Linked DNA regions of Mus musculus: regions 2, 3, 4, 5, 6 and 7 are each linked to region 1. The links are chromatin contacts, called in public HiChIP or PLAC-seq and promoter capture Hi-C maps. All regions are on one chromosome and are shown on one strand. The core of a region is the stretch at or near the end of the contact, and the rest is flanking DNA. Distances in the headings are between cores, read along the strand shown.

Evidence for each region. HiChIP or PLAC-seq counts read pairs in DNA pulled down with a chosen protein or histone mark. Capture Hi-C pulls out chosen DNA fragments and counts their contacts.
Region 2: a contact with region 1 is called in a promoter capture Hi-C map of pancreatic islet, with 4 times the contacts expected there. The contact joins the promoter of Arhgap9 here to the promoter of Ptges3 in region 1. A contact is called at or near these places in 8 of 39 promoter capture datasets (the 3T3-L1 cell line, HPC-7-derived erythroid cells, hematopoietic stem and progenitor cells and 4 more), 1 of 484 Hi-C or Micro-C datasets (B cells), 11 of 115 datasets of contacts at active chromatin or transcription factors (bone marrow-derived macrophages, differentiating embryonic stem cells, effector CD8 T cells and 5 more) and 3 of 9 other capture datasets (adipose tissue, liver and pancreatic islet).
Region 3: an H3K27ac HiChIP or PLAC-seq map of embryonic stem cells shows a contact between it and region 1, with 6 times the contacts expected there. The contact joins the promoter of Gli1 here to the promoter of Ptges3 in region 1. A contact is called at or near these places in 2 of 39 promoter capture datasets (hippocampal neurons and liver), 2 of 484 Hi-C or Micro-C datasets (B cells and embryonic stem cells), 5 of 115 datasets of contacts at active chromatin or transcription factors (bone marrow-derived macrophages, embryonic stem cells and trophoblast stem cells) and 1 of 9 other capture datasets (liver).
Region 4: a contact with region 1 is called in an H3K4me3 HiChIP or PLAC-seq map of bone marrow-derived macrophages, with 7 times the contacts expected there. The contact joins the promoter of Rab5b here to the promoter of Ptges3 in region 1. A contact is called at or near these places in 5 of 39 promoter capture datasets (erythroid cells, hematopoietic stem and progenitor cells, neural stem cells and 2 more), 2 of 115 datasets of contacts at active chromatin or transcription factors (bone marrow-derived macrophages and memory CD8 T cells) and 1 of 9 other capture datasets (liver).
Region 5: an H3K4me3 HiChIP or PLAC-seq map of bone marrow-derived macrophages shows a contact between it and region 1, with 5 times the contacts expected there. The contact joins the enhancer-like site here to the promoter of Ptges3 in region 1. A contact is called at or near these places in 4 of 39 promoter capture datasets (hematopoietic stem and progenitor cells, hippocampal neurons, liver and 1 more), 4 of 115 datasets of contacts at active chromatin or transcription factors (bone marrow-derived macrophages, embryonic limb bud and microglia) and 1 of 9 other capture datasets (liver).
Region 6: an H3K27ac HiChIP or PLAC-seq map of trophoblast stem cells shows a contact between it and region 1, with 3 times the contacts expected there. The contact joins the promoter of Ndufa4l2 here to the promoter of Ptges3 in region 1. A contact is called at or near these places in 12 of 39 promoter capture datasets (HPC-7-derived erythroid cells, the SN4741 cell line, cranial neural crest and 8 more), 8 of 115 datasets of contacts at active chromatin or transcription factors (cardiomyocytes, embryonic forebrain, embryonic midbrain and 5 more) and 1 of 9 other capture datasets (liver).
Region 7: a contact with region 1 is called in an H3K4me3 HiChIP or PLAC-seq map of forebrain, with 2.8 times the contacts expected there. The contact joins the promoter of Nxph4 here to the promoter of Ptges3 in region 1. A contact is called at or near these places in 14 of 39 promoter capture datasets (the 3T3-L1 cell line, 3T3-L1-derived adipocytes, HPC-7-derived erythroid cells and 10 more), 4 of 115 datasets of contacts at active chromatin or transcription factors (cardiomyocytes, fetal liver, forebrain and 1 more) and 1 of 9 other capture datasets (liver).

Annotation. Positions count from the first base shown.
Region 1 is chr10:128,057,174-128,060,649 of GRCm38.p6, forward strand. It overlaps Ptges3 (prostaglandin E synthase 3), which reads left to right and starts at 1,809. Exons shown (of 8, transcript NM_019766.4): 1 at 1,809-2,113. The coding sequence starts at 2,112.
Region 2 is chr10:127,320,469-127,323,944 of GRCm38.p6, forward strand. It overlaps Arhgap9 (Rho GTPase activating protein 9), which reads left to right and starts at 1,496. Exons shown (of 16, transcript NM_001285785.2): 1 at 1,496-1,963; 2 at 2,226-2,422. The coding sequence starts at 1,648.
Region 3 is chr10:127,339,751-127,343,226 of GRCm38.p6, forward strand. Gli1 (GLI-Kruppel family member GLI1) reads right to left here and starts at 1,829. Exons shown (of 13, transcript NM_010296.2): 1 at 1,809-1,829; 2 at 1,455-1,568.
Region 4 is chr10:128,694,686-128,698,161 of GRCm38.p6, forward strand. It overlaps Rab5b (RAB5B, member RAS oncogene family), which reads right to left and starts at 1,583. Exons shown (of 6, transcript NM_177411.4): 1 at 1,501-1,583. Cdk2 (cyclin-dependent kinase 2) reads right to left here. Exons shown (of 8, transcript NM_183417.3): 8 at 3,254-3,476. It also overlaps a transcript of Pmel not described here.
Region 5 is chr10:127,469,528-127,473,003 of GRCm38.p6, forward strand. R3hdm2 (R3H domain containing 2) reads left to right here. Exons shown (of 26, transcript NM_001168292.1): 14 at 2,241-2,473. Among named protein-coding and RNA genes, the nearest start is that of Stac3, 30 kb to the right of the region's middle. Within about 2 kb of position 1,929, at least 58 of the 459 cell types and tissues checked have an H3K27ac peak or open chromatin away from gene starts, as enhancers often do. A contact at or near this core is called in bone marrow-derived macrophages, hematopoietic stem and progenitor cells and microglia, where this site is marked.
Region 6 is chr10:127,513,037-127,516,512 of GRCm38.p6, forward strand. Ndufa4l2 (Ndufa4, mitochondrial complex associated like 2) reads left to right here and starts at 1,903. Exons shown (of 4, transcript NM_001098789.1): 1 at 1,903-2,002; 2 at 2,363-2,451; 3 at 3,229-3,289; 4 at 3,407-3,476. The coding sequence starts at 1,946. The coding sequence ends at 3,463.
Region 7 is chr10:127,533,052-127,536,527 of GRCm38.p6, forward strand. It overlaps Nxph4 (neurexophilin 4), which reads right to left and starts at 1,508. Exons shown (of 2, transcript NM_183297.2): 1 at 1,325-1,508. The coding sequence starts at 1,381.

The sequences.
Region 1 (3,476 bases), core at 559-3,058:
CTTAACAAGGCCTGTTCTGTTTCTTCCAGTTAACATGTCCCTCTTTTTTTGTGCTTCTAACACTTTTCAATTTTCCATTATAACAGTGGGTCTTTTTTCTTTTGGGGATGTGTTAGTAGTTGCTGGTGTCATGGTCTAAGCCCAGGGCTTACCCATGCTAAGCAAGTACTCTACCACTGAGCTACATCCTAACCTTTATTGAAATTGAAAATGTTTCTTTTTGGGGGGTGGGGTTGTCTGTTTTGTTTTTGTCTGATTTGGGGGGGGGGTTTGTTTTGTTTTTTGATTTTTGAGACAGGGTTTCTCTGTGTAGCCCTGGCTGCCCTGGAACTCACTTGGTAGACCAGGCTGGTCTCGAACTCAGAATCTGCCTGCCTCTGCCTCCGGAGTGTTGGGATTTAAGGTGTGCACCACCACCGCCCGGCAAGTCTGATTTTTTGAGGCATGTGTCTTTATATATACAAGGCTGGACAAACTCAGAGATCAACCTGCTTCTACCTGCCAACCCACTGTTGGGATTACAGACATGGGCCATGAACCCTAGCTCTTTTCGAATTTTGAGGGAACTGGAGTTAATGGTTCAGCAGTCAGAACACTGGGTGCTCTTAAAGACATAGGTTCTATTCCCAGAACCTACATGGTTCACATGATCTAGTTTCAAAGGATCTCAGGCCCTATTTTTGACCTCTGTGTGGGAATCAGGCACACACACGGTACACATACATAATTGTTGACAGAATACTTACATCACCTCGGGAAAAAATGGAAATTTGAAACAGGGAAGTTGCCCACACTACCAAGTTGTCCCAGCTCCTTCAGCTGAGATTACAAGCCTGTGACACTACACCAGACTAATTTTCATTTCCCTGACAGGTGGTAAAGTTCTTAACATCAGGCAATTGGATCTGGACTATACAGCCAACATCACCAATTAGTCTGCACTGACATCAATATCAAAAGAAAAAAGCCTGTAATACCAGCACATAAGAGACTGAAGCAGGATTACTCTAAAAACCTGATGTCCTAATAGTGGCTCATTGGTCTACCTCTGCCCTAATCCGTCAGTTTTTGATAAGCAGAGATTGTTCTTGGCTACTAACCCCATTTAACCCAGGGCATTGTATACAAAACCAGTCAAAGGATTTTCAAATAGATCCTTAACCACCTCATCTGAACTCACGCAAGGAGACAGCGAATTAATCTAGAAACTTCCCTCCTCGCCTCCCCCAGGGCGCCAATGTCTCCAAGCAGGGGGGAGAGGCGCGCCCCTAAAGGCAAAGAGGCAAAAGCAGCTCCTCCGCTAAAGGAGCCCAGGCGGGATCCGGACAATCAGAAAAACAGCGAGTGGTCCAGGCTTTAAGGACGAAGCCGTTTTTCCACGGATGCAACCGGCGTTGCCGGGCGTGGTGGCTTTGGCACAGGACTGCAATCCCGGACTCGGGCGACTGAACTCGAGGCCAACCTGGGTTTGCGGCAGGCACCCCTGTCTAAGACAAAACAATCCCCACACATCGCCTTGGGGTCTGCTGTATACGCCGCAGCGTCCCACCGCCTTCCAGGGCGGCCCCTACGTCTCTCGGGGAGATCGCCCGCGAGCGTGCTCAGGCGGTTGGCGGCCAACGGCTTGCTAACGCGAGACCGGAGCCCGGGAAGACAGGCGCGAACGGGGCAGCCGGAGGGTCGAGGGGAGGGGCGGGCGCGGGAAGGATCGCGAAGGAGCCGGGAGGCCCCGCCCCTTCCGTAGAGATCTCTAGAAAACCGCGCAGAGCCTGGAAACGGCGATTGCGCACGCGCGGCGGCCGGCCCGGGCATTTTGCTGCGTCACCAGCCGCCGCCCGGCCTCGCCACCCCTCGCGCGCACGCACGCTCCTTCTCCGTCCTCGCGCCCCTTTTCCTACACTTTCCTTCTCTCCCGGGTTGAGGGAGCCGCTCTCCGCGCGGTGCATTCTGGGCATCGAGGCCGAGCCCGCCGCCGCCGTCGCCTAAGAGGAGCGAGGAGAGGCCGCGACCGGGCAGAGACCGCCGGAGTCGCCGCCGGAGAGGAGTCGACTCGCCAGCCGCCGCCAGCGAGGCCCGCCCACCCGTTTGTCTGGCCCTCTGCCCCGTTCACCATGTGAGTGCGACATCCCGCCGACGGAAGGTCGTCCCGGAGCGGAGCGAGGCCGCGCCGGGAGCCCCGGCTGCCGGGAAACGGCCCCTCGCCCTCCCCCCACCCTCGGCCCTTCGCCTTTCTCCCCGCCCGCGCTGGTGGCAGCCCTGCCGTGGGGTGGGAGGGCCTGCATCCTTGTTCCTGTTACCGTTGGAGGACATTTTTCCTCCAGATGTCCGTTTCCCCACCTCCAGATCGACCCCCGGATTCCTCGTGCCAGAAATCCCACTTTTCTTCCCTAGACAGCCTGGCTCTCTCGGAACTCTGGGAACTTAGCCTTAGGCCCTAAACTCGTGTGTGAGCTTTCCGCCATGAGGGCGCCGGGAGCCGTGGAGTCCTGCCGCTCGGTGCTGATGCCCGGACCCGGCAGGACCGGGCTGAGAGCATTTGTGGGTGCCGCCGTAAGCCGGTGCTACCGGTAGGGCACCACGCGGCCCTCGGCGGCAGGCACTGCTAGGCAACTAGAGGGGGCCATGCCGTCACCACAACGAAACTTCCCGTTCCCACATCTCGGGTCTCTTGAAAATGGTGAACGCTAGCAAATGCGGTCACCTCCTTGGCAGCGAGTAATAGTTACTATGGAGCAGGTAGTTCTGCACGTGTCTAGTCACAAGATACTTGTGGACTCTTTTCTTCTCTGTACCTCAATAAACTTTGGGTGGCATTTCGTCATGCTCTTTGTATGCGGAGGTGAAACAGGTATAAAATGACCATCTCACTTGCCTGAAGGTCTTAATTTGTTTATATGGAGGTTACAGATTCTTTTAATCTAAGAATTTTTGCCCTTATTTTTCTAGCCTGGACAACTTTCAAATATGAGAGAATTGAATTACAGTACTTGAGGGTGGTGTGGGTGGCTGCTATGCACAGCACTAAAAGTTACGGATTGTAGTTGAAAAAAAAAGTTTAACGATTGTACAAGTTTAAGTTTTAACTGCTTGCTTGAATGGCTAAAAATCTAAATTGATAGACGATGTCCTAGAGCCAATTAGTGGCTGAGAAACAGGTCCTAGAAGAAGACCATGTAGTACTAGAAAATGTGTAAAGAAATTTGGAGGAGTCCCCCATAAAAACAAAGATATGTAGCAGGTTTTACATTTTAGTGTTTCATTATAGTAATTTTATTCATGTGTGTGCCCTCCCCCCACCCCCTCGTGTTCCTGGAGGTAAGAGGACAGTCTGTGGGGAAACAATTTAAGTTGTCAGGTAGAGAAACGGAGAGCCTTCACTTGCTTAGCCATCTCACCAGCATGGATTTAAATTTTACCTTTGAGATGTTAAGAAAAAGCTCTTGTGTGTGACTGACCTGTATTCTGATGTCATGTTG
Region 2 (3,476 bases), core at 246-2,745, 740 kb before region 1:
TTTTTAAAAAAGAATTATTTATGGGCTGGCGAGATGGCTCAGCAGATAAGAGCACTGACTGCTCTTCCATAGGTCCTGAGTTCAAATCCCACAACCACATGGTGACCCACCGGTAATGAGATCTAACGCCCTCTTCTGGAGTGTCTGAAGACAGATACAGTGTACTTACATATAATAAATAAATAAATCTTTTTTAAAAAAAAGAATTATTTACTTATTTATTATGAGTACACTGTAGCTGTCTTCAGACACACCAGAAGAGGGTGTCGGATCCCATCACAGATGGTCGTGAGCCTCCATGTGGTTACTGGGGATTGAACTCAGGGTCTTTGGAAGAGCAGTCAGTGCCCTTAACCACCAAGCCATCTCTCCAGCCCTAGAACTCACTATGTAGATAATGCTGGCCTCAAACTCATAGAGATGCACCTGCCCCTGCCTCCTGAGTGCTGGGTTGAAGGCGTGAGCCACTACATCGACTTCTGTACCGTGTGTGCACGGTCTCCAATTCAGCTGCAGTTAGTAAATTTCCTGTGTTAAGGTCAGTTAAGGTCTGGCCCCCTAAGCTGCTAAGGAGCTCATCCCTTTGTCATTTCTAGTTCTTGACGGCTCCTTCCACACAGGAGACAGTCCTCAACCAGTTCTTGTTAAGCATAGAAATAAAAAAGGCTGGAGAGATGGCTTGGCAGTTAAGAGCTCTGGCTGCTCTTCCAGAGAACCCTGGTTCAATTCCCAGTACCCACATGAGGGTTCACAACCGCCTGTAACTGTTGATCCCAGGGATCCAACACCGTCTTCTGGCCTCCTTGGGCAGCAGACATTTGGATGGTGCTGAGACATACACACAGACCAAACACTCACACATACAACAAGAATTGCAAATGGACGGAGCCCCATAATAAACCCGGGGACCCCTCCAGAAGGTTGATGCATAGATCATGCGCCCTAATGTGTCCTAGACGGGGCTGAAGGAGATATGCACTCTTCTTTTTTCCTTTCCTGCTCGCTTGTTTTTTTAGTTTTTCTGGTTGTCTGTCTGCACAGGAAACACAAAGCTTCGAGTCTGAGGCAGTTTGGGTGGTCACAGGAACACTGAGGCCTGTGTGAGCTTAAAAACGGGTCATGGCATAACCTTCCCTTCATCATTGTCACCTGTACTTTTGTCTGTGTTCTGCTCTTAGCCTGGCTCCTCCTCCTCCTCCTCCTCTTCCTCCTTATGTGCAGCTCAGGGCTCCCTTCAACATCCAGGATCAGGTCTTTCTGACCCTGGAACATCAGGTAACCTCGACAAGGTATCTAAAGATCACCAAGCTAGGTTGTCTTCTCAGATTCCCTGCCTTGCTTGCTGGGTAGGCTGCTGACCACATCCTCTCTCACCTTATTTATACACTTCCTCAACAGACACATCACACAGAAGTTGGACCCCCCCCAAACCTGTGCTGATCTCTCTCCCCTCTTCCTCTCGCCCTAAGGGTCCTGCACACACACACACACACACACACACACACACACACACACACACACACACACAAAAACACACACGCTCACACACACTCTTCAAACCATGCCCTTCTGTACGGAGGCACCAGCTCCTATTTCCTTCTGGAACTTCAGCACCCCCTTTTCCTATAGGTGACAGTGCCAGCCACCATGTTCTCAGGCCGGTGGTGGCCAAGTATCTGGGGAAATCTAGGGCTGAGTCTACAAAGCCCTTCTCAGGGACCCCAGCTCTGCGCCCTCTATCCGTTCACTTACACTGGGGCAGATGGCCGGCAGGTGTCTCTGGCTGAAGGTGACAGGTTCCTACTGCTTCGAAAGACCAACTCAGACTGGTGGCTGGCGAGGCGTCTGGGCGCACCCCCCAGCTCTCGGCCCATCTTTGTTCCAGCTGCATACATGACAGAGGAATCAATCTGCTGCCACAACCCAGCAGACACTACCTACAACAGCTCCCTCTGGACTCCTGGTAAGTAAGCTTTGAGCCTCCCCCCTCTTCACCTTTCCGACTCTCTGACTCTTCCCGCTTGAGCGCTGAGAGCACTACTCTGTCTTACCTTCTGCGGACTCCTTTGATAAGCCTAGTTCTCACCCAAGCCACTGTGGCGTCCCCTTTACACTCTTAGCTCTAGGGCCCGTGTCACTTCCCGGCAGCCTTGCCCTGCATTCCTAGACAATTCCCAAGGTCATATCTGTCCTCACCTGCCACTCCTTCACATCTCTCTTTCCAGGGACAAAGCTGTATCATGGCTCCCTGGAGGAGCTCTATCTGCCTCAGGAACCCCAGGTTGCTTCTGGGCAGCCTCTTCACCATCCCCACAAGATGTGCAAAAGTGTCAGCACGGGCAATGTGAAGGCCTGCTCCCTGAAATCCTTCAAGGAAGGGCCAGGAGAAAGGTCTCACTGGTGGATGACAGAAGTTGCTGTGGTGAGTTACAGAGCTTCCTGGAGCATAACTCAGAGCTTGGTCGGCCGCCTGCACTACAGCAGGGTGGGGCGGGATCTATGTGAAGTGGTGAACTGGACACAGCCTCCCTCCCTTAAGTACTGAAGGTAGGAGAGGGGGACACAGACAACACCCCTCCCTTAAAGATCAGAGAGGAGGGGAGAGGGGGACAGATGGACACAATGAGGAGAAGAGGCTGAGGTGCTCTGAGAAGATCTCGCAGGAGCAGGAAGAGTGGCCATAAGCAACGTAGGGGATGAGAAAGGACAGTCGAGTTACAGAGGCCCTGGAGGAACAGGGTATCCAGTACAGCCAAAGGAATGTCAGCAGACTGCTTTTCTCCAGTTCTAACTCCTAGCCCAGGGCAAGGTTTGTCCTAAAGTCCTGTCTTCAAGTCAGGACACTAGCAAGTTCCTTCTAACACTGAGTGCCTTGGTCAGCCCCTCCCCCACTCTGTTGTCAGTTGTATTTTGAGCCAGGGGTCTTAGTCCGCAGTAGGCCCAACTCGCCCCGCTTCCTTTTGTAGTTCAGACCGACCTCAAACTCCAGCAGCTGTCCTGCCTCAGCCTCCCAAACGCTGGGGTTGCTGGGATTACGAGCAAGCCCAGTGTACACTCTCTCTTTCACGGGTGTATAACAAGTCTTTCTCTTCCCTAGCTCTAGCGTAGTCTCTCACTTCTTGGTGTCTTCTTTTACTCTCGATGGTGTGAGGACAGGTCACTCTCTCCTCCCCCCCCCCAAAAAAAAAGCCTGTTCCCCTTTCCTGCAGCTCTGGGGCGGGGTTGCGTGGGGGAGGAGGGAAGTTGGCAACAGGAAGTGAGGAGAAGAGCAAAGACTGTGAGGGGAAGAATTTTTTAAAAAACAGCCAGGGACTGGGGTTTCTACCCATGTACCAGGGCCCCCCCCGGGCCCGGAGCTGACCGTGAGTAAATGGGAGAGAGATCGGGAGGGACAGGGGCAGAATAAGTTTTCTCCTCTTTCCCAGCTTCTCGCTCCTGGGGCAGGCAGGATCACATCCTGTCACAGCTCCCTGTGT
Region 3 (3,476 bases), core at 579-3,078, 720 kb before region 1:
TCCTGTTCCATTGCCCGAGAGCTCCAAGAGACAGGATAAAAACGGGGCGACAGCCCCCTTCACCGAGAGCCACCGCCTACACTCACGCCTCCCTCTTCATACTACTAACTTTTCCAGTTTCAGTAAAGGTTTTCTGGGCTGGATGGGAGCATGAGAATTAGCCTACCAAAGACCCGAATCATCTTCGCAGTCTATTTTCTAGAGTCCTCTACGTACGTACCCCTTCTCCCCAACTCCCTGGAGTCGGCCCCACCCCCTTTTCCCGGTCCCGCCTTCCCCGCCCCCGTGCCTTCTCGGCCCACCCAAGTCGCCGCCGCAGGCTCTGGCTGCAGACGGCTCAGCTTCCCCGCCCGCCTGGGGAGCCCAGAAAAGCGAGGGGGGGGGTGAAGGGTGGAACATTCTTCCCTCTCTCAGCGCATCCTGAAAGCAGGCAGTAGCGCCCGGGGGGGGGGGGGAGGCACTATTGGAAAGTGGGGTCCCTATAGTGGAGTGGGAAAAAAGAAACCAGAAACTAAGAGAAAGAAGTGCCTGTGTAAATAAGGTGTGCGCGGAGAGGACACCTTGGATTCCTGGGTATCTCCGCCGGCTTCCTAAGGGTTAACCCCTATAGACCCCCGGGAACCCCCTAGTGACGTCAAGAGTGAGTCGGAGACGTCTGTCCGGCGGGGATGCCCAGAGAGATAATGGAGGGGGGTCCTTCTGAACCCCGCCCCCCTAGGGTAAATCACCCGCGTTCACGAACTTTCTTCCCAGAAGAAAACTGCCCATCTTTTCTCCCCGTACTGGAAGGAAAGACCTATACCATAAAGTCCCTGGTTCTCCGGATGCCCCAAACCCTCGGCCTCTACGGAGTTTCCTTTCCTTGATGCTGTTCCCAAAGCTAACTGTCCTGGGTTGATTGTTTCAGGGTCATGGGGCCTGAAAGAGGATTCAGAGCGGGGAGCAAGGGCAGGCAGGGTGGTCTGAGCCAGAGGAGGGGCCTCGGTCCCCAGATCCCGCTTGGGCGGGGGGCCAACAGGGATACACAAGCTGGCAGTAGCCAGTGGTCCCGCTCTGCCCCAGTAGGGGTCTCCCGGCGCCTGGCTTCAGCTGCCCCGGTGGTCCTGAGGTCAGAGGGTCAAAACAAGGTCTCCCCAGCTCTTCCTCTTCCTCGGGGGCCCTGCCCACAGTCTTTGGGAACTCAGAAGTCCAGAATTCCTAGGGATTTTCTACGGCCTACACCGCATGTTAGGAAACCCACCCAGCCTCCTCCCGAGTCCAAACCCACTCCTTTGCCCCTAAACCCCATGTGCACATCTGTCACAGCCACAGGTCAGGAGTCCAATCCCAGCCCGGCCCTCAGGGGTTCTGTTGCCTGGCACACCGCTACTCCCACCCCACTGAGCGCTCCCTTCTTTTGCGGTGGGTCCCGTCTTAGAAACACTGACGTCTTCCAACGGCGCTCAGAGACGCACCTGGAGTTCCCTCTACCACGCAGACCTCCAGCTGGCCGTCCCAACTGCTTCTTCATCCCAACCTCAAGAAAGGGAGAGATTTCTAGTATGTGGGAGAGGCGCGGACAAAGAGACCTGGGACAGACACAGATTGTCAGAAAAAAAGAAGGGGATGCAGAGAAAAGAAGGCACAAATTAAAGCAAAACAAGAAAACACCCAAACTTCCTAATTGCTCTCCCCAAACTCTCCCAACCCCATATTGCCTCTGAGCCCCAGGTCTCCTTCTGGGATAGGGTGAGTCCCTAGGCGTCAGAGCATCTCCTCAGCCCCTCCCCCATCGCTCCCAGGTGGTCTCCCGCCTGCCCCCCTCTCACCTCCGTCGGGGCGCGGTGCTCGGGATGCGTGGTCCAGGGCTGGAAACTGGGCTGGGGGGGGGGGGAGGTGTGTGGCGGGGAGGGGGGTCACAGGGCCACTGCAGCGCAGCTTCAGTGCCACCCCACCCTCCCAACCTGGCCCCCAGCCCTCCCGCCGGCCCAGCCCGCCGGGCCTCGAGCCGGGACCACCCGCGAGAAGCGCAAACTTTTTTTTTCCCCTTTGCAAAAACTTTTTCTCGCTGTTGCCACCCGCACGCTACGGCTCTTCCCGCTCACTTCCCTCGTATATCCTTCCTTCGGACCGTTCTAGAAGATGAGCTGGGTGGATAGAAGCTAGAGAGGGGGTGCCGGGCTTATGGCACCCCCAGGACCCCCAGGATCCTCCCCCTCCCTTGAGGGACCCTATACTGCCTACTACCCCCCCCCCCGCCCGAACACGCTGCTCTTGGTGGACAGTAAATCCCGGCGCGGATCCCTGGATCGGCTGTCCACGAAGAGGCTCTGAACCAGAGCCAGGAAAACATTGAGGAAAATATTGCGCGGCGGGAGAGGGAGGGGGGAAAGCTCACCCAGAAAGTTAAACCAGAAGCCTCGGTCTTCGGCTTCATTGGTCGTAACTGAGCTTTCCCCATGTCGTGGTCTGTAGGCCAGCCTCACTCTTTGGATGGAACGTGGAGCATTTGGAGAGTTGGGGTTTGGGAGAAAGAAGTTGGGTTGACTGATGTAGAGGAGGGGAGGGGGTGCGACCTATGGAACATGAAGGAAGAACACGGGCTAGAGTTCTAAGTGCAGAATGTGCATTCACAGATCACTGAGGACAGTGGTGCTCTGTGTAGAGTACCTCTCTGGAGAAACTCCGTTCTCCATCTCCAAATTCTGGACGCAGTTGCCACCTCCACACCTCTCTCTTTAAGGCTTTTCGCGCCCTCTGCTGGTCGTCCTAGCACATGGCACCCCTCGGAGTGGAAATGATTGCACTGGCGAACTTAAGGAAATTTGACAGGTTCCTGTCCCCAAAGCCCAATCGGATGCCCAGGGAGCTGCGTGAGCTCAAAGAAACAGAAGGGCACGCCAGGGAAGATTGCGAGCCCCTTGGGTAGTTCGTGATAGGGGAGTACCCTGTCTCTTTGAATCTGTGTTACCATGGTGACTGGACACAGAGAGAGGGCCTCTATTTCAGTTTCCCACCTGAGAAAGACTCAAAAGCATGGCGGGGTGGGGAGAGAGAGTCTTCCCTTAAACAGATCTCTCAGGCCATAGCGCTGTTTTTAAACCACCTTCTTGGCTCTGCAAAGTAAGTGTTTTTTGTTTGTTTGTTTTTTGTTTTTAAATTAAGATGGGCCAAGCAGTGGTGGCATACACCTTTAATCCCAGCACTCGGGAGGCAGAGGCAGGCGGATTTCTGAGTTCGAGGCCAGCCTGGTCTACAGAGTGAGTTCCAGGACAGCCAGGGCTACACAGAGAAACCCTGTCTCCAAAAAAAAAAAAAAAAAAAATTAAGATGAAGACAGGGACACATATGAGACCTAACAAGTGCAAGGAGTCACAGTAGAAACAGATAAGGGACAACACTCCATATAACTGACAAGTTACATCCATGAAATTTACAAGGTACCCACAGCCAGGCCAGACCAGTAACCACAGAGAAAGAGTTCTACACGTGTCATG
Region 4 (3,476 bases), core at 333-2,832, 640 kb after region 1:
ACAGGTTAGCAAACCCCTCCCTCTATATGTGTGTGTGTGTGTATATATGTATGCATACATACACACACACACACACATGCCATGTTTGAATACCAAACAGCCACAAGTTATCCTCTGACATTGTGGCTCACATATGTATGCAGGTTATTACATATAATATAATTTAAAGACTTCTTCATTCTCTATAATCCATCTTTCTAAATACCTCAAGGTTTGACCTAAATAACTAATCTCACACACACACACACACACACACACGTTCCTGAATAAGTGGGCAAAGAAGAAAGGATGGTGCCAACCTTCTGGTAGCTAACCTCTCAATTCTTCCCCAAATCCCTTCAGGGATATCACCTCACAGTTCCTGGCGTGAATAGTCTGTCCCATTAACTATCTAGGAAATGCTCAAGTGCAAGTCTCACAGAAGTTTCAATAAACATGGTCCTTTTTTTTTTTTTTTTTTTTTTTTAATGGCTGGGGATTGCTTTGCCCCTTTCCATGCAAATGACAGAGTTCCTCAAATCTAGGTTAAATAAGCGTAGTCACCACAGATCACATTATGAAGTGGGAAAGACTGAGCAAAGCACTCCCAAATTTTCTTAGTTCTCTCACAGTAGATGAAATAGGAAAAACAACGAATACAATAGCAAACCTAAAGGAAACAGGAGTGCAGTCATGACTAGCTATGAGGTCAGGGTAAACTAAAGTGGTGTGTGTGTGTGGGGGGGGGGGGCTGGACGTAGAGCTGCCAGGCGCCATGGAATAATACATAATTTTACCTTTGTCTTCATTCCCTATTCCTGAAGTACCCCAAAACTTCAAATCACCACACCCAAGCACTAAAGGAACAGAAGAGTAAGGAACTTCCAAGATACTGAGCCTCCCCTCACCATCATTCCAGAAGTTCCCATTACTAATAGCAAACCGTTTCTACTTCCTTCCACTTTGGTCTTCTACATTCTTCATTGACTTCAGTGAGACCAAATCCCTCTCGGCAACACCAGTACCCCTAGTTCCCCTTTCAACAGTCACTTTCCCTGAAAAGAATGCCTCTCTCGGCTAAGAGCCCCAACAGTGGATGTCTCGGGAGACCCAGCCTCGGCTACCCTCGGGGCTGGGCGTAGCACTGTCCCCTCCACACCTCCAGCCAAATGGGCTGGCTTCCCCTCCCTCACTGCCTGGTCTCCGACCCCAGCTCCTCCCTCCTCACCGCGGTGCTCAGAGTCCCGAGGCCGGCCCTGGTCCTCACCGGCTCCGGGTCCCCGCGCCCGGCCCCCGAGCGGCCACCACAGCCAGAACCCAGCCGCCTCCCAACTAGAGGCTCGGCTCCCAGCCCTGCCGATCACCTCCTCAGCGCCCACTAGGCCTGTGGGACAGCCCCTTCGGCCCTCTCCAGGAGGTTCTGGAGCCCTGACGTCGGCCCGCCCCGCCTCTGCCACAGGCCAGGCGGCGCTCCTCTCGGGACCTCCGCCTCTGCCCTTGTGGGCTCCATCAGCTCGGTACCTGGGGCTCCGTATCCCCCGTCGGGCCCAAGCCTGTGTGGAACAGACAAACAGCTGCAGCTCAACCAAACTCCTACCCCCTTCGCCTCCTCCTCCTCCTCCTCCTCGCCGGGGCGGCTCCAGCCAATCGCAAGATCACCCGCCTACCGTGGTGGGTGGGCTATGTGAGCGTCCGCCCGCCAATCTTCTGGAGAAAGGCGGGCTCTGAGGGACTATCACCAACTAGCACAAGTGAGAGACTGGATTGGCGAGGCCGCAAGCCAATACCTACACGAGAAGCCTTGAAGATTGACGGGATAAGTAGCCATTAAAGAGAGAGCTCCTGGGAAAGGGGGCAGTGCATCACTGACAGGCATGTGCGTCAGCCAATAGAACCTCAACACCCGTGACACCCCTCCCCCGCCTCTCGACTCGTAAACATCTAATCAGGTGAGTGAAGAAGGCGGGTCAAAAGGAAATTTTAACCAGTATTGGGAAATTTCCGAATTTGACAGGCAGGCAAGGCTAGTGAAGAAGTGAAGAAGGCTTTTGGTCGGGTGTGGTGTGGCACTCCCAATCTCAGCACAGTGGATTGGGGTGGAGGCAGTTCTGAGTTTGAGGCTAACCCGGGATACTCAGTTTAACAAGACCTCAGTATAAGGGGGATGGGGAGGGGAGTAAACTGGGCTTGGTGGCCCACATGTTTAATCCTAGCAATCGGGAGGATCTCCATGAGTTCCAAGCTACACAACGATGTCCCCCCCCCAAAAAAACAAAAACAAAAAACAATGATACCAGCATTAACCTTCTCTTCTCCCCGTGCCCTGCTTTCTGTGTCAAATTAAGAAAGTAAAGACCCTGCTGGGCATGGTGGTGCACGCCTTTAATCCCAGCACTGGGAAGGCAGAGGCAAGGCGGATTTCTGAGTCTGGCCAGTCTGGTCTACAAAGTGAGTTCCAAGACAGCCAGGGCTACACAGAGAAACCCTGTCTCGAAAAACCAAAAAAAAAAAAAAAAAAAAAAAAAAAAAAAAAAAGTAAAGACCCAAAACCAGGAAATTAAACAACTTTTATCTTGTAAATTCTTTTTAGTGGCGCACTAGAGAACAGTAGTTTTGGGGTGAATTGCCATGACAACAGAAAGTGGTAGTCTGAAGACACTTTAGCCTCCTAAATATTTTCACATTGATATTTTCTGAATTGTTTGTAAATGTGAAAAAACATTTAGACAACTTTGCTGAGGATTTTTTTTTTTTTTCGGTACTGAGGATTGAACCTAGGGCCTAGAGGCAAGCTAGAGAAGCATACACTTCCGGTAGAAGACCCAAGGCCTGTTCCCAGTACCACTGCTCACAGCTGCCTGTAACTCTAGGAGAGATGATATGCCCTCTTCTGGCCTCTGCGGGCACTTGTGGCTCACATGCACACACAATTTCAAAACCAGACCAAACAAACAAAACTCTACACAAAATGGTGAACACTTCCTGGGAAATGGAGGGTTGAGACAAAGGCCCCTGAAGCCCACTCAAGTTGCTGCTAAAAGAAGGAATTGAAACAGTGTTCTGTATTGGTGTGCCTGTGTGAGTAGGGGAAAGTTGGAAGGAAGCTCTTCAGTTTCTCCATCCTTACAAACACCCCACTAAAGAGCATGGCAGGAGGGCCTGCATGTACAGAGATTAGGTGGACACATACTGCTTATTCACATTCAGAATATCACCCACACCATTTTTTCAGTAAAAAAATAAATGAAGGATAAATATGAAAGAGATTCACTCTACAGCTGAGAATATTTTCTTTTAATGAATTTACAAACTAAATTACAAATAATATTAACAGAACACTGGAGGACAGGGAGTGGGAGAAGAAAATCATAAAAGAAATATTTTCTTTTAACAATTACAAAATCCCAAAGTGCACATGGCAACAAATCCATCCACACTGACAAAAAAAAAAAAAAAAGGAAAAAGAAGAAACAACAACAAAACCACTAAAGTATCCA
Region 5 (3,476 bases), core at 679-3,178, 590 kb before region 1:
CAGGGCAGCCAAGGCAGGATGGTGGGATCCTGTCTGGTGGAAGAGACGGGGCAGGCAGGAAACAAGCTAGCTCACTCTCAAAATAACTGTGCAAAGGGCCTTTGGAGCTAAAGCGACTGGGATAGCATTTTCTATTTGGTTTTGGTGGGATAATGATGAAAAGAAGGAAATCAAAACTACTATGATTTACTCACCAGTATATATACCAAAATCTTGGTGATTGTTGTCATGTGATTCCCCCTGTAGTAGTTGCTGGGATGAAACTAAAATGAAGGAAATTGCTGAGCCTTGCATGCTTTTAGTAAGAAGCAGTAAGTGCTCTGGAGAGGGGCTAAGGGGATGGTTCCGTCTGTACAGTGACTGTGCAGTCATGGAGATCTGACTGTAGAACCCCACACCTTTGCAAGAACTGGCCATGACAACACACCTGTAGCCCGTCCTAGGAGTGGGCTGGAGACAGGCAGAGCGGCCATGGGGCTTATTGGCCAGCAGTCTAATGGAGTGCATTAGTTATCCAGGTTTGCTGAGAGCCATTGTCTCAGAAAATGAGGCAGAAGGTGGGGAGATGATCAGTGAGGAAAGACATCAGCCACCAAGCCTGAGAGCCCGATCCCAGGATTCACATGGTAGGAGAGAGGCACCCACACCTCAAGGTGTCCTCTGACCTACACACACACGGATACATGGACACACGGACACACGGACACAAAATAATTGAGTAAAATGTAATGAAAACATTTCAAAAATACTAGAACCTGATCAAGAAAACTACACATGTACTGCACACATGTTCATACATACCCACATGCATGCACACATACACACACACATGTACACACAAACACAAAACTCTATACAACTCACAAGAACAACAAAGAAAAATCAAAATTTGATTCCCAGCATCCGCACGTGTTGGCTCACAGCTGCCTACTCCAGGAGATCCTCTCTTGTTGGCCTTGGACGTCTGTACACGCACAGACAGGAGCACAGATACACAAAAATGAATCTTTAGGGGCTGGAGAGATGATTCAGCACTTAGGAGCACTGGTTGCTCTAGTAGAGGACCTGAATTCAGTTCCCAGCACCCCGATGGCTGCATATGACCATCCTTAGCTACAGTTCCAGGGGATCTGATGCCCTCTTTGGGCTTTGTGGACACCAGGCTCATATGTTGTATACATACATTTATACAACCAAAACATTTTATACACACTTAAGTACGTATCTTTTTAAAGGCAAGATAAAAGTTTTCAGGTCGACAATGAGGCATACTGCCATTTCTAATCACAGGCAATCTTTTTTTGAGATAGGGTTTCTGTTTATAGCCCTGGCTGTCCTGGAACTTTCTCTATAGACCAAGTTATCCTCAAACTCAGAGAGCCACCTGCCTTGACCTCCTGGGTGCTGGGGTTAAAGGCATACACAACCAATACCCAGTGCAGACAATGCTTTTAATGTTGGGATAAGCCTGCATTCTACAACAAACGAGCAGAAGAACCCCTTTCTCAGTAGCTCTGTGCCTTACTCAAGGCAGTAAGGCCGTAAGTTAAGTGCGGTCAAGCCCCTGTCCCTTTCTACCAAGTCCCAAGCATATTTGATCTTCCTGACATCAGTCCTTAGCAACTGTGGCATCTGTTGTTCTCAGAAACCAAGATAAAATTTCCACAAAACAATTTGGACAGTCAGACTGCTCACTGTAATCTTCCGACCCCTGGAAAGATACCACAAGTAGTTCCTCTGCTGGCTTAGATGCATGCTGTTTGGAAGGTCTGTGGGATTTATCCATGTCACTGGCTACTCCCACTTTCTACCAACAGTTAACTTCTAGGAGTCCTCTCATTTTAAGAAGTCCCAGAAGTTGCTGCCACCCTTCTGTTCCCCCCCACCCCCATTTCCTGCATGTGTGAGGTCCCTGCGGGGTGTGGAAAAGAAACCACAGTCAGTCTTAGTACTGTGTATGTCGCTTCCCATTTGCCTCGGGTCACTGTGTTGAAGTAGCTGCCAGTGCGCTGTCTCTCAGATTTGCCTCTGTGCTCTTTGTTACTGCACTGGACCTTGTTCTGTCGCTCCCATCAGATCTTAGTTGGCCAACCAGCAAACATGAAGTCAGTGTTCACACCCCTTCCCCTCTTCTTTAATAGCAAGAGAATAAAAAAGGAACTCTCTCTCTCTCTCTCTTGGCCCTTCTGCTGAATTGGGGGGCTGGGGGGGAGGTCCTCTGACCACTGTGGTTTCTGCAGGGGAAACCGGGAAGGGCTGAGCCGTACCTCAAGCAGCCGACAGAGCAGCACAGACAGCGAGCTCAAGTCCCTGGAGCCACGGCCTTGGAGCAGCACAGACTCAGATGGCTCTGTCCGCAGCATGCGACCTCCTGTCACCAAAGCCAGCAGCTTCAGTGGAATCTCCATCCTCACCCGAGGCGACAGCATTGGCAGCAGTAAAGGCGGCAGTGCAGGCAGGCTCTCCAGGCCAGGTACCACAGCGGCTCACCTTTCATGTCACACCCTCCCTTCTTGCTTGTCTTTTGCAAAGTATCTAGTAACAACTGTAGGTGAAACATCTGGTGCACTGTAGTCACTTGGAAACTTAGCAGCATTACCAGAAGACAGGAAATCTGACTTCCTGGATCCCATTTTTTTTTAAATCTGTCCATCTGTCTGTCTGTTAGGTTTTTGTGGGTTGGTTGTTTGTTTGAGACAGGGTTTCTCTATGAAGCCCTGCCTATCCTGGAACTCACTCTGTAAACCTGTTGTCCTGAGTGCTGGGGTTAGAGGCATAAGCCACCATGCTTGATGCCATTACTCATTCTTTTTTCTTTTTCTTTCTTCTTTCTTTTTTTTTTTTTTTTTTTTTTTAATGTATATGAGTACACCATTACTCTCTTCAGACACACCAGAAGAGGGCATCAGATCCCATTACAGATGGTTGTGAGCCACCATGTGGTTGCTGGGAATTGAATTCAGGATCTCTAGAAGAGCAGCTGGTGCTCTTAACCACCTAACCATTTCTCCAGCCCGCCATTACTCATTCTTAAATCTAGTTGCTTCTTTGATTTTTTTCTTTCAGACTTTGGAGGTTTTTTGTTTGTTTGTTTGTTTGGTTTGTTTTGTTTTTTGTTTTGGGGGGTTTTTGGAAGGAAAAAAGGAAGGAAGGAAGGTTAGTTGGAGTTTAGTTATTTTGTGTATTTTCTGACATAGATTTTAGCCCAGAGCAAGGTTACATGGTAAGATGTACTTTGATTCTGTGCCCCATGGAAAGAGAAAGTGTAACAGTTTATAACCAATCAGCAGTAGCTAGCATGCCAGAACTTACTGGACACATCCTGCTACCCCTGCTTTTTTGGAATGTAGTCGCTAGGAAGAAGTGGAGCTTCAGGGTGAGAATGACAGCCTGTCGCCACCGCTCAGTGCGCCGGGTTGCCCTCTGTGCCTGCTGTGGTCTTACCATGTGACTTCGGCAACCTCGACATCATTGCC
Region 6 (3,476 bases), core at 653-3,152, 540 kb before region 1:
CCCACGGACCACCGTAATCAGCTCGCTCCGGAGAGCACAGCTGCATTTGACTTGCTGCGCCGCCAGCCACGCGGATTAGTATCCTGGAGCGGTTTAGAGTTGAAGAGTCTGGCCCCCTTGGGACCATGGGTCGCTCCTAATCCTCGGCTAACGACTCTCGCTTTCCCTCACCTACTGGGCCAGCATGGCTTGAGTTATCGTAGGGGGAAAACGCAAGGAAGGAGGTGGGGTGAAACCTGGAACCCCAAAGACCACAATCCAAACATGGGAACACACAGGAGGGGAGGGGGCCTCACAGAGACCCCCAGATCAGGAGCATGCAAAGCGTCGAGAAATCGTGGAAAAGAAAGAACAGAAGCGCCAGTGTAATAGCTGAGTTTAAGAGCGGACTGGAGACCTAAGGGAGGAGAAACAGTGGAGTTTCCAGAACAGAAAGGCTCTGGGTCCAGCTCACCAGAACCAGGCAAGCGAGGGCCAAGAGCAAAGGGGCATAAAGCACGGGCCAGATGTCCCTCCCAGAGTCCTGGCTCCCCAGCTGTGCCACAGACCACCAGATGTGCAGCCCAGCTGGGCAGCTGCTGGAGCTTGAGCTCCAAGATTGGTATTTAGCACCACCACCACCACCACCCCGGTAGCAGTCCAGGCTTAGAGGCGCTGGTGACAGGACACACCCTCCCTGGCCCAGCCCTAGAGGTGGGGACGCTCAGGAAGGGCCCTGTTCTGCTCTAGGCTCTGACATCCCATCAGCCCCCCTCCTCTACACCCACCCCCTCCCCCACACACGTCTCAGTGAGTCTCTGTCTCTTTGTTCTCGCCATGTCTCTGACACTTTATCTCATTATCCGCCGGAGGGAGGCGGAGAGCTCGGACCCCGCAGCCTAATTACAGCAGAGCTTGTCAGCTCAAGGGGCGGGCGAGGTATCGGTGTGTAGGAAAGGGAGGGGCCCCTCAGAAAGGGTTGTCTCTCTCCCTGTACCCCAGGGAGGCAGTGGCGGTACACAGCTCATCCCAGCAGGGGTCCACCATAGTACAAGTTCTTTAGGAGAGAAATGGGGGAGCATAGCAGAATCCAGCGGCAGGGGCTAATCGAGAGGGGTGATAGAAATTAACATGGAAGCGAGGAGAAGAAGAGGCTCACTTCCTGTGTCCCCAAAACCAGTCCTCCAAAGACAGCGGGTGGATGGGGAAAACTTCCTGCCCGGGCAATATAGCATATACCTAATCCCCCACCCCCTTCCCACCGGTTTTCAACATCTCTTCTAGTTTTCTATGGCTGCTTCCTTAATTCGGAGCTCTTCTGCTAGTCCCAAAGCCAGAGATGAGTATGGTGGACTCCTCGGAGGGCTCTTCCTTCCTCATCTCAAGCCCCTAAATTGCTACAACTGTTGCCTTATGCCTTGAGCGGTGCAGATTCATACACCTGCAATCTCCACCTCTTGACTACTCCAGGCCAACCACAACCCAGCAAAACCGCCCAGACCAAGAGGGGCTGGCAGCACTAACTTTGCTCACGTGCCTCTTATACGCGAAAGGCCTGCTAGCTCCAGGAGTGTAGACAACGTACTGTGCATGCCCCCACTGTTCCCTGCTCCCTGCAGTGGACACTCCACATCCCCACTTTGTTAGAAGGCTGTCTGCTTGTCTGTCCCACATCTGGATCCCCTTTCAGTCTCTGGAAGCCAAAGAGGTTCCTCCCTCAGATACCCAAAGACCCAAGTATAATGGTGTCTCCTGGGCCAGGGTTTCCCTTTCAGTAAGAGAGAGTTGGGAAGGAGGAACCTCAAGGCTCCGCAACAACTTCCAGCCTGTTTTGGATCTGGAACTGCAGGGAGAAAGCAAGCTGGGTGGAGCTGGCGGGGCTAGGCTGACCCCTCCCTGATGGGGGGCGGGACCCCAGGGTGAGGAATAGAAGAGATCCACCTAGAAGACCAGACACTGGGACAAGATGGCAGGAACTAGTCTAGGGACCCGCTTCTACCGGCAGATAAAAAGACACCCTGGGGTGAGTTCAGTCCTCAGATCTAATTCCCCTCTTGTCACCCTGCCTCTCAAGCCCTCCCCACCCCCACTCCCCCCATCCTGCTTCCTGTCCGGTTTCCTTAGTGTTCCCAAGTTTTCCCAGGGACATTCTATGTCCTCTCTCTGCAATGTACTCAATGTCCCTGCAACCTGCCTTGGACAGGATCACTGTAAGGGTAAGGGACAGCATGCTGAGGATGTGGCTGTAGGTTTCAGGCCCCACTCCCAAAGGGAAGGTGGCATCAGACCTTGAGTAAAGATAAAGGGACAGGAAGAAAACTAGGACAGAGTGAGTGGGAACTGAGCAGAGTTCGGACCCTGAGAGTGCCTGGTTTTTCTGCAGCTCATCCCAATGATTGGCTTCATCTGCTTGGGCATGGGCAGTGCCGGACTCTACTTGCTGCGACTTGCCCTGCGCAGTCCTGATGTCTGGTAACAACAGGTCTTGGGAGGCAAGAGGGCAGGGGTCCTGGGTGGAATAAAATGGTCTAAGGTGGGACCTTAGACCTAGAAGGACCCTCGGTCTGTGTCCGTCCTCATTTCCACTGCCACCCAGCATTTCCCAGGGTTGGAGTGGCCCCTGACCTGAGAGACCCTCACCTCCCATCTGGACCACCTGGTGGCTCACTGTCAGTGGCTAGCCACGTGGGGCAGCTGGAATCCCAGCAGCTCACCACAGGGTTGCCATGGCGACACATCTCTACTGGCCATGTCTGGTGGCTTTTAGGTACCTCTATGCCTGACCGGAAGTGCTGGATGTCTGGCAGTGTGGGACTCCTGAGGGTCTTTGGTTGTACTGGGACTTTGTGTCCTGCCAGAAGCATCAGGGGGGTCAGTCCTTTGACAAGCAGAAGGCCAAAGCACCACCCACTCTGATCCTGGAGTCTGAGGTGCACCCACTGAAAGTACTGTCCTTCAGGATTTCTGCCTGACTCCCAGGACTCTGCCCTGAGCGGTTGGGTGAGGGAGGCTAACCCTGGGCAGTCTATAGGCTAGGTTGTCATTTGGTCATCAGCTGCCATACTTCTTGCCAGCACCTCCCAGGGATGGCGATGACAACGACACTCACTCCCCCTTCTCTGTCAGTCTCTAGGAAATGTTCTCCCCTCCTCAGGGTAGGGCGCCAGGGGTGGTGATACTGAGGCCATGTTTAATGCCAAAGTCCTGGTTCCCAGAAAAGAAACTTTAACCTTCCTGTCCTGTTCACAGCTGGGACAGAAAGAACAACCCAGAGCCCTGGAACCGCCTGAGTCCCAATGACCAGTACAAGGTAACTGTAGAACCAGTGTTTCCCCTCTCCCCTCCCGTCCTAGTCCCTAAGTCAGTACCACACACAAGACAGAGGAGGTAAGAGCCGCTCTTTCAACTCTCTTTTCCCTCTCCACAGTTCCTTGCCGTTTCAACCGACTACAAGAAGCTGAAGAAGGACCGGCCAGACTTCTAAGTCAGAGATCTCC
Region 7 (3,476 bases), core at 258-2,757, 520 kb before region 1:
GCAGCATTTTTCACACTAGGGGGCTATTTTCTTTTCTTTCTTTTTTTCCATCCATCCATCCATCCATCCATCCATTCGTTCATTCTTTCTTATTTATTTATTTATTTATTTATTGCCCAGTTTCCGTTCTCTCAAGGTCACTAGGCAGATAGGCTTGGGAGAATCCAAGGGCTCTACTAACTGGCTCACTGGGGCAGTGTCTACCCTATTGTAGTTATGAGGACACCACACCAGGCCTGGGGTCCAAGCGTTTTGGAGGAGAATTACTGGTTTCTCTTAAAGACTGGGGATTGAGGTCCAAGAGTGAGGGCTTGTGGAGCCAACTGGTTGCCCTTAAACTGGGTAGGTCATAGTTGAGAAAGGAAGTTGGGGGCAGAGTCTAAACTACCCTTGTGGGTCACACTTCAGGGCACAAATAGATGGCAGTGCTTTGAAGCAGGCACAATCAACCATGCAAAGACAATGTCTCCACCATGGCATGCCAACATAGACATTCACCTTGGGTCCCAGTGCCTGGATTCCCTGGACACATGCATACAAGGGCTGGTTTTAACCCATACACTCCATGTCCGCACTGTGAGCCCATATGGGCTGAAGATCTCAAGGCAAGAGTCGGGCAGGATGAGCTCTGGGCCCTTTTAGCCTTTGGGTCTTCACCCAGAAACCCCAGGAAAAGAGACAGTGAGAAGGGTGGGGGCAGGAAGGAGATGTAAGGAGAGACTCCCCTCCCAGACAACAACCACCAGGCGTGAGAGGGGGGTGTGTCTGTGAGGTTATGCAGGGGAGATGGTGTCTCCGCGGGAAATGGGATGGAAGATTGTAGCCAAGTTCAGCCCTGCTGGTGTGGGTCCGTGTAAGCGCGTGTGCCTGGATAATGTATGCTCGGATCGCAGAGCTTACCTGGCATTGTGACAAGGAGAAGAGGAATGGGAAGGTGGAGGGTGAGAGGTGGAAGGACAGACAGACAGACAGAGGGAGGCAAGCGAGGTAGGTGCGGAAAGAAGGCTAGGCTAACACCCGCTGGCTTGTCTGTCTGTCTCGCACTCCTTCTCTGTCTGGCGCACTCGCGGGTCGCGCTTCGTCCCCTCCCCCCGTCGCGCCTGAATCCGACTGGAGCCGGGCCTCCACCCTGCACCTTCTTCTAACCCTCAGCCAACTTGCTGGGTGCATGCCAGTCCTAAAGCGGGCAGTCTGTCTGTCCACGTCCCCCACGACGCACAAAGTTGGGACGCTTAGTCCTGGGGGCGGGGCGGACGCGCGGAGCCCCCTGGCATGCAGTGTTCTTCGTGTCCCGGACCCCGCACCTTGGCTCTGCCACCCTTACCTTCCTAAGGAGCCAAGGACCAAAGAGCAAGAGGAGCCATTCCGGGAGCAGCCGCATCTTCCCGAGCGGTCGAGCGGGTCGGGCAGGGCGGGTCCCGAGTCCGGCAGGACTGGGCTCAGGGTGAGGGACGCCGGGCAGAGGGCGGCGGCGCGAGCAGCGGGAGCGGGCGGCTCGGCCCGCGGACTGAGCGCGGAGCGGAGCAAGGCGCTGGGGGCGGGGCGCGGGCGGGGGAGAAAGTTGGGTCTGAGTCGGGCGGGCGGGGTGGGGGGGCGGGGCTCCGCGGTGCTCCAATCCCGGCCGCGCCCCGCGCGCCCCCTCCCGCCCAGCTGGGGGCAAGGAAGGTGACTTTCACCGTGACACACCCTGGACACACCCCTGGCTCAGGTGTGAAGCTGGAGAGGGGCAAGGGGTTTGGGGAGCAGCACCCCAAAGACGCCAGGTCTTGGGGCAGATGAGGGCTACAATAGGGCGTGGGACTCTAGGCCCTGAACTGTGAGCGGGAAGGGGTCGTCGCGGAGCATGAGTTCCCATACACAGGCTAGGGAACGCAGCAGGACCCTGTCCTGTGATGCCCGAGGTGGATGGGTGGGGGGTGTTTCTATAATCCTGGCAGAGGTAGGTCTAGGGCAGTGATCCGGACAGGGACCGAGGTGAGGGCGGGCGGGGCCTCGGGCGACTAGCACTGAGCGCGGCGCTGACGGGGATGGATGGGCGCCCCGCGGCTCATTCGGCCTGGAGATGAGAATCATTGATCACGGACGGAAACCCCATCACGTCTGTCAATAGGGCTGACAAACGGCGCCCGCCGCCCTGTCCCCGCCCCGCGGCACCTCTGCGGCCCCCGGACCCCTTGGCTAAACCGGCTCTTTTAAGTTAGCCCCTGATCCGCACTGTTGACCCTGGCCTGATCCAGAGCACCCTTGTTTGGTGCTAGGCAGGAAGTCCTCAGTGCCTTCTGCCCCTCTTGGTACGAGCCCTGTGCTTTCTCTCCCACAATCCCATCTTCCACTCTCAGCTCTTCTCATCCCGTCCCCTTCCCTGTCTATCTCTGTCCTTGTCTCTCTCTGTCCCCAGCTCCAGCACGGTCTCTGTTCTCATCCTCAGGGCTGTTTCTTCGTGTTTCCTCCTCCCACTGGTCTTTCTCTCTCTCCCCTACCCAGGGAGTCTTCAGCTGTCAGCTGTTGCTATGCGCTGTGTCTGAGGCTGAGTAGGTAGTATGACCAACACCTAGACAGCAAGAGATAGGACCATGCAAAGAGATGAAGAGACAGACACACATCCCAAGGTGTGTCTCCAGTCTTACCCCACTGTAATAGTACCCTGCTACACTGTAGCAGTGAGGCCACTTCACATACAGACCAGCATACACAGAGGCACATAAGCACACAGAGACGGACACACATGATTTATACACACAGTAGCATACAGTGATATACAGAAACAGCTAGGTACCCAAAGTACCTCTTGCCTTGACAGAGGCAAATACCCACAGGGACACACACACACACACACACACACACACACACACACACACACAGGCAATCTGAAAGACAAGCCTAGGGATATGAAAATAACAGACACACAGGAAGTGACAGACACTGAAAAGAGGGTCAGGGAAAGGACAGGGGTGTACTTGGTGACACTCAAGGAGACAAAAACCAGGGAGCAGCGATTTGGGGTGCAGTCAGGGCTGAACGAATAAAGGCAGGATGAGACAAAGTGTCAGGGACAAGGCCAAATGGCTGGCCAGGGCTGACCCTAAGCAAAGGAGCTGCTTTAGTTCTGGGTGAAGGCAAAGGGTGGTCACACATCCTGGGTGCCTAGAAGCCCACGGCCAAAGTATCTATCTGTAGGAGACCTGACCCTCCCCATCACCATCGTTTTAGCTAATCTCAGGCCGTCCAATTCTCTCAGAGATTACAAGTGCATGCACACATACACACATGTGCACAGTACTTATCTCTGGGTCTTTGCCTCTGTCCCTGACTCTTTCCATCTAAGAATATCTGCTTTTCAATCTGATCTGAATCAGTCAGTGTCCTTTTTGGTTTTTGAGACTCCCTTGCATTTGGCTTGGTTGAAGATAGTGCACCCTTCTGGTCCTGGCCAGAGAGGGAGGGTGCTAACGAAGGGGTAGGCTTTCTAAAGCAGC